Linked DNA regions of Sus scrofa: region 1 is linked to region 2. A link is a contact called in public Hi-C data. All regions are on one chromosome and are shown on one strand. The core of a region is the stretch at or near the end of the contact, and the rest is flanking DNA. Distances in the headings are between cores, read along the strand shown.

Evidence for each region. Hi-C and Micro-C count contacts between places; a contact is called where the count stands out from the background.
Region 1: a Hi-C map of skeletal muscle shows a contact between it and region 2, with 5 times the contacts expected there. The contact joins the promoter of LOC100524239 here to the promoter of TCF3 in region 2. A contact is called at or near these places in 3 of 5 promoter capture datasets (fetal liver, fetal skeletal muscle and liver), 12 of 47 Hi-C or Micro-C datasets (brain, embryonic fibroblasts, fetal heart ventricle and 7 more) and 2 of 2 datasets of contacts at active chromatin or transcription factors (alveolar macrophages and skeletal muscle).

The regions. Positions count from the first base shown.
Region 1 is chr2:76,901,546-76,905,088 of Sscrofa11.1, reverse strand. LOC100524239 (cytochrome b-c1 complex subunit 10) reads right to left here and starts at 1,870. Exons shown (of 3, transcript XM_003122996.3): 1 at 1,740-1,870. The coding sequence starts at 1,789. TCF3 (transcription factor E2-alpha) reads right to left here. Exons shown (of 21, transcript XM_021084225.1): 19 at 1,740-3,543.
Region 2 is chr2:76,856,654-76,860,547 of Sscrofa11.1, reverse strand. It overlaps TCF3 (transcription factor E2-alpha), which reads right to left and starts at 1,469. Exons shown (of 21, transcript XM_021084225.1): 1 at 1,178-1,469.

The sequences.
Region 1 (3,543 bases), core at 621-3,120, 44 kb before region 2:
GGATCCAGGATGGGGCCAACAGTCCCACCTCCTACTGTTCACACCCTTCCTTGTACAGCCCTTCCCCTTGGGTGTGAGTAAGACCCTGTCCCTCATCTCTAACGAGTAAAACTCAGAGGGTGGGCCATACCTGTGTTACAGACTGTGGCTCCAACCAGGTCTGCTGCCTCCTCTTACTCCCTTTAGGGGGAGCTCCTGGCCCTTTGTGAGCTGCCCTGTAGAGGGGCCCATGTGGTCACAACACATGTGTGAGCTTAGAAAGCGATCCCCAGGCAAGGCTTCAGATGAGACCCTGAGCAGAGGACCTGGCTCAGGTGTGTCTGAATACCTGACCCACAGAAACTGATAATCAGTGTTTGTAAAGCTGCCGGATTTGGTGGGCTGTTTGTTACACAGCAATAGAGAAGTCTTACAGGTTCCATCGCTGGCCTGTGCAGGACCAGAATTTGTACATGGGTGACCACCTCACTGGATCATCCTAAGCCATGTGCTTGGGGGTGTTGGGGTGGAGAGTGGAGGGATCAACAGTCCCGAGCCACCTGCAGCAACCCCTGCTCTTGGGGTTGAGGCCCATAATACTCAGCTTTGAGCCTGGGAGAGGTCACAAGTTACCGCTGCCTTTGGAACAGACTACGGGGCAGGTGTCCTGAACAGAAGGGGAATCTCCTCCCACAGCCCAACAGCTCTGAGATTTAATGTCAGAGAAGCCTTCCCTCAGGGAGGCCACCACCCCTTCTCATTCCTGCCACGCACAGGGAGGGAGTGGCCACGAACCTGACTTCTAAGAGGAACCAAAAGATGGAGAGGTGGTGATGATGCTGACAGCCCCTCGTGGGACTTCCTTACACCCTCACGACCTGTCCTTCCCCTCCTCGCATGAAGACGTGGGGTCCAGAGGTCCTCAGTTGCTGAGCACAAAGTCTGGGACACAACCCCCACGGTTCCTGGGGCTGGATCCCGCTTCTTGGCCTCTGGAAGCCAGCAGGGGGGGGACAGGGTTGCACTACACCCCCTTTAACATTTTACATCAGCCTCAGGCCGTGGGTCACATCGGTTTATTTTTTCTTGTTCATGGACTAGAACGTCAGACACGAAGGTTCCGTTTATAGCTGTGTCTCTGACTAGAAGCGAATACACTCAAGAATGCTGCCGGCTGCCGACGGAAAGAAACTCTGGAAGAGGTGTCGCGGCTCTGACCACAGGCAGATAGGAATGGACAGTTCCGGGGGCCTGGGCCGCCTGCGGGAGGGGCTGCGGGTGCTGCCGGAGGTCCCACTCGACGCCAGGGACGGCTTTTTCGTTTGTAAAGCCCACCCGAAGATGCCTGCCAGATCCACCATCCAGGGCCAGCCCCCACCCCTAACTCCTTGCCGGGGACACGACTGCCGAGTATAAGCCGGTTTCCTAGCGCCCCACGTCGTGGGCACGCCCATCCTAGCTGCCACGTGGGGTCACCCCAACACTACCCGCCTCTGACAAGTGCAGCTGTCGGCTTCATAACGTCAAACAAAAGCAAAGTTAGGAGCGTATATGGTCAGTTTCCAGGCCCCAAGAGCTGAACCGGGGGTGCTGGGCGCGGACTGGGTGGGCAGCATTACGGTCCCCAGGGAGAGGGGGTCGGGGGCCCTCCACGCACGTGTGCTCAGAACACACCGCGCCGCCGCTCCGTGCCTCTGTTTCCCCCATCTGGGACCCGGCAGGACACGGGGTCCAAGTCCGAGGGCGAGCTGCGTCCTTACCAGTTTCTGGCCAGCTCGCGGTAGCGCGGACCCAGGAACCTGCTCAGCATTGCGGCGCAGTCTTAGCTCAGGGTGACCCCGGCCCCCTCGGCTCGGACGCACTGCGCAGGCGCGACCGCCGCTGCGCGCAGGCCCTCAAGGAAGCCCCGCCCCGTCTGGGCGGGCTGACTGCGCGAGACCCGGAGCCCACCGCTGCAGGGCGCTCAGACTTGGAAGACATTTGCAATCGCTTCCGGGGAGGGTCTGAAGATCGCACACTGGAGTGGGCGGGCCTGGGGGCGGGGCTTTCTTGCCGCGGGACCCGAGGACGCCGGCCCTGCCCCTCCGCTCCGCAGGTCAGAGTGACTCCTGCTGAGCAGCCTCCAGCAACTAAGCGTGGCCCGCGACATTTGTCCGGTGAGTTTGTGTCCTTACTACATGCCAGAACTTTATTAACAGTTAAACCGAGGCCATACGAGGAAGAGTGTCGCAGAGGGGAAAGGAGGCGTTTTGAACTCCCTTTTGGAGGATTTAGGCGTTCTCACTGGACTTGCTGTCAGCGGGACCTTGGCCAGATAGCAGTGCTACCCCGAGCCTCCGAGCGTCGGTTTGCTCGCGCTGAGTTGTTTGTTGCTAAGAGACCCTGTTGTAAATTGTTTGCACGTTTCGTTTGGGAGTGATTCCTCACTCCGGCGGCAGAGGGAGGCCTGGCTCCTCGCATTGTCAGCACTTCAGGACACCTGTTAGCTGCTGGGACCCGGACAGGCGGCTCCTCCTCACCCTGCTTCCCGCCGCCCCAAGCTCGCCTTCTTCAGTCACCGCCTTTGGGACCACCAGTGTCGAATGCAGGCTTGGGTATGAGGACTGGACTCTGGGTTTGTCTGCCCATTTCGTCGCGTTCCAGTCCTTTTGGAATCAGCACCTGGGCACCCTCCAAGACTGCAGTTTCAGGGGCTGCAGGTTCTCACCTGCCCCTGGCCACGGGGGTGGGGGGTGGGGCAGAGAGGACCCGAATAAACCTCTGTCCTTGATGGACCCTTAACATGTGGGACATAGAGGGTGCCCTGAAAATTACAGAGAGAGAGAAATCTTGAGGCAGAAGAATATACCAGCCCAAAAAGATGAGCAGAGGTGGGTGTAGAGGCCTTGGCGCTGCAGGTCCTGGATCCAGCAATTTCTGAAGCTCTGCCTCATTGTTCCTTCTGCTTAATGCACTTCAGCTCATGATGCAGAATACTTTTCCTTTCAAGTGATAAAGAACAAAAGTCGGCTTAAGAGAAAAGATGGACGTTTAAAGGCATGTTGGATGGCTTCAGGCACAGGTGGATCCAGGAGTCTAGCACTATCATGAATCTTTCCCTCCATTTCTCAGCTCTTTTGTGTTGCTCTCACTCTCTGGTGAACTCCCTCTGAGCAGAGGCACCCAGAAACTCTGGGTTGACATTCCAGCAACCCTTGCAGGAAGATGGCACCTCTTTCCAAATAATCACAGAGAATGCCCCAAAGCTGGTTCTCATTAGCCTGCTATGGAAACAGGGCAGAATCACCCCCTCTCACATGAGAACATGGACTGAAATTGGGAGAGGATCCCCAAAAGAGAATACCAGGGTTATGTGACCAGAAGAGATGGAGGATAAGCCAGAATGGTTGGCTACCCTGGCACACCACTGGCTCTCTGCCCAGGCCTCTGGGGTTCCCTGTAGGATCCTCATCTGGCCCTTGGGAAACCAAACTCCTTTTCTTGTGTTTAACTGATATGAAATTCACATAACATACAATTAACCATTTTAAAGTGTACAGTTTAGGAAGTTCCCCCTGTGGTACA
Region 2 (3,894 bases), core at 220-2,719:
TTGCCTCCCGGCCCTGGAAGGGGGGGGGGGAGTTGTCCTAATACCAGGGTTTCCCCAACAGGGTCCCCAGGGCTCCTTTCTAGAACGGGGTGGGGGATCCACCTGCCAAGCCCCGTCCCACACCCCGATGAGGGTCTCCGTCCCACAGTCAGACAGCGAAGTCCCTCCAGCTTCTCTCCCCGGGGACCCAGAAGGGGGCGGGAGCGGCAAGCAGAAACCGAGGGGTTAGAGGGGGTTCCGAGGTTGAGGAAGACCCGACATCAGAAAAGGAGAAACCCCCGCTTTGTTTGCCAACTGGAGACGGGTGTGAAACGGATGCCCCAGAGCACCCCCTCCTCCGCGAAGCTTTTTCTTCTTTGGAGGGCGTGTGAAACTGACTTTTTTGAGGAGTACGAAACCGCACTTTTTTGTGGGGTAGCTGAAACCGATTTTAAGGCAGACCTGGGGTGGGGGAGACTGAAACAGGCTTTTCAAGGAGATCCGAGACACTTCTGGGGTATCACAAGGACTTTTGGAGACTCGAAGCGAACTCAAAAGATGTACGAAACCACTTTGGGAGAAAGAGGGGCAAGGAACTTCTCGCTCTGGGGGGAGGGGTGGGAGGAGGCCCGGGAAACCAACCCCCACCCTACCCCCCCCCAGCAGCCGGTGCGGGCGGCGCGGCCCGGGAGCCCTTTGAAGCTCGCGGCGCTGCCGCCGCCACTGCGCTGCTCGCCCCGAAGCAGCCGCCGCCCGTGCCCGCGTACCGCGGAGCAGATGCGGCCCCCGGCCAGGATTTCGGCCCCCGCCTGCAGTGGCGCGGCGCACCTTCCCCGCAGACAAAAGGACGCTCCTTCTCCCTCTCTCGCTCCCCTCCAAACTCCGGCGCCGGCCGGGCCCCCGGGGGAGGGGGCGCCCGCGGGCCCCGCGCCGCTACCCCGCCGCGAAGTTGGGCAGCCCAGCGGCGCCCCCCGCGCCCCCGCCCGGCTCCGCAAACTTTCCTCAAGTGCCGACTGGCGGGGGCGCGCGGGCCCGAGCGCGCCCTCCACGTCGCCTGCCCCCTCCGGCGCGCAAAGTTGGAGAACAATGACTTCGGCCGCGCCGCCCCCCGCCCGGCCAGCCACTGCTCGGAGTCTCCGCACCCCAGAGCGGCCCAGCCCGCCAGGCACCGAGCGGCGGAGGGTCCCGGCGCGCTCACCTGCTCGGCGCGGCCCGGCCCGCAGCGCGCGGGGGGCGGCGACATGAACGGCCCCCCCGGACAAAGGGGCGTCGCGGCCCCGAGGGGCGCGCGTGGGCGGTGGCGCGTAGCCCGGCTCCCCGCGTATCCGCTCGGCGGACCGTCCGCGGTCCGGGCACTGGCGGAGGCGACGCGAACGGAGGCCGCGGTGCCCGCCGGCCGTGTCGCTGGGCTCGGTCCGGCCCGCTACGCCCGCGGCCGCCGCCGCTGCCTCATCTTCCTGCGGCGGGAGACATGTTCCGCCCCCAACCCGCGCCCCGCCCCCTACAGGCCCCGCCCCTCATCAGCTCCGCCCCGCGTCCGCCCGCGGATCCCTCCGCCGCGGTTTGCACGCCGCCCACTGCCACACGTCCGCCCCACGCTCCCGCCGAACGCGGCAGCGGGCCCGCGGAGCCCAGCGCCTGGAGCGGGCGATCCGAAGAATCGTGGGCCAACGGCATGAGGTGGGGGCAGGGACTATCTTCCAGAGCGGAGGCGCACGTGGATTGGCCGCATAGCCGTGACGCAAGCGGGAAGGACCGAGCGATGGAAAGAGAAGGCCGAGCGGACGAGGCCAATTGGAAGGTGCGAAAGCCTGATTGGCGGGGATGCCGGCCGTTCGCAACCAGGCTCCGCCCCGCCCCGCCCTCCCCTCTGCGCGTCCGGGTAAAGAAGGAGGCGGGACTCTCCGAGCGAGAGGCCGCGAGAAGCGATGGGGGAGGTGGGGCTTGGAGTTTTATTCTCAGGTGTGCATGGCCGGCCGCACGGCCTTTTGGGCTTGGTCGTGTCTGAGTTCCTAGGTCTGGCCCCTGCTGCTGGGTCTTGCGAGCGGGCATTCCAGACTTGGAAGGAATAAATCAGACCTATTTTCCCGTGGGGTCACTGATGCAGCTCTGTTTCAGGGTCAGAAATTCCCCCCGTGGAACCCACTCTGTGCCTCTGACTTGCTGGTTGCCTTTGTCTGCCTGAGACTCAGTTTATTCGTCGATAAAATGGGATCTTGGCCTGAGTTTGGACAAGGACTTAAGACCTTCTGACTCTCACTGGTCTGTGAGAGTCACTTAGATCCCCAGTTCCCTCCCACGTCCAGAGGCTCTTCAGCTTTTGAAAACCACAGACCCTACAGGATGGAAATAATTTTTTTTTCTTTTTGCCTTTTCTAGGGCCGCTCCCATGGCATATGGAGGTTCCCAGGCTAGGGGTCTAATCAGAGCTGTAGCCGCTAGCCTGCGCCACAGCCACAGTAATGCAGGATCCAAGCTGAGTCTGTGACCTACACCACAGCTCACCGCAACGCCGGATCCTTAACCCACTGAGCAAGGCCAGGGATCGAACCCGCAACCTCGGATTTGTTTCCGCTGCACCACAACGGGAACTCCTGGAAATAATTATTATAAATGAAAATAACACACTCTGTCATGGCCCCCTGTGTCCGCAGAGAGAAAGCTACACTCCCCTCCAGGCCAGGGATGGGCTCTTGACACAGCAGCCTCCTCCTTGCTCTTCTAGAATCTGCCTGGCTCATTCCTACCTGGGAGCAAAGGCTCTTCCATCCCTTCTGGAGCCTTGAGCCAGTTCAGTTCAGTGCTGCCCTCAATCCAGGGAACAGGACTGAAAGGAAGGAAGGAAAGTGGGGATCCTGGGGGGAATGGAAGTAGAGAAGGCCCCAGGGGCAATTGGGGAGCTCAGGAGGAGCCTAATAAAGCCCCCTCCTGCCACGCCCAAACTGGGCTGACCCTCACCCTGACCCCTCCAGGGCCAGAGTGCTCCCACGTGGGACAGGTCTGGGGAGGGGAGTGAGGTTCTTGGGGTCTGGGTTCAAATCTGGCATCCCTCCCTACACCACTGGGACTTTGGGCAAGTACTTCCCACTGTCTGGGCCTCAGTTTCCCCATAAGGAAAATGGAAGGATGAAGTGAGGGATGTGTGTTCTTATCCTGTGGCCTCTTCCCCACTGGCAGACCTGGGCATCTGGTGGGAGGCCCCCTCGGCCCCTACCTTTCCCTGTGGACCAACCCTGACCTCGCAGGTCGGTGGCCTGCTCTGGCTTTCCCCTAGCCTGGGGGTTTCTTGGGGACCAGGCTGAGGCAGAGGTCCCTCAGGGTCCCCAGCCTCACTCAGGGTAGGTCAGCACCCCTTCCCCCTCCAATGCTAAGGGTATAACCCATATAGAGCTGGGGCCAGTGTTTCTGGAATTACACATCCACTGAAGGGGAGAAATGATCTGTTCATGGGCCATGCAATCATTGACCACCGACTGTGTGCCAGGCTTGGTGCCGGGCATTAGAGCACAGTGGTGACTGTGACCTGTCCAGCCCCTACCCCTTGGGCCAAGATGAGCCATCAGAGGAACCCCCCTTTTGTCCCAAACGTGTTCTTTCCATCCACATGTTTGGCTCTCAGGTCCTCACGCCTGAGTGATTAAACCCATTGTACAGATGAGGAAACTAAGGTTCCAAAAGCTCCTCTCTGGGGCCCAGTCCACCCTGGGGCTCCTCACACCTGCCAGGAGGCCCTCCTGGCACCCACAAGCCACTATTGTCTTCTCTGGGGAGGCCCAGCATGGAGCTGAGTCACTGGGAGGAGCAGCCTGTGGGGGCCCCCACTCAGCCACAACCTCTGCCCAGCCCCAAGGCCCGGGTGCACCCCACAGGGCCCTGGCACAGGGACAGGCGGCCAGGGGCCCCTTGAGGGCGGCC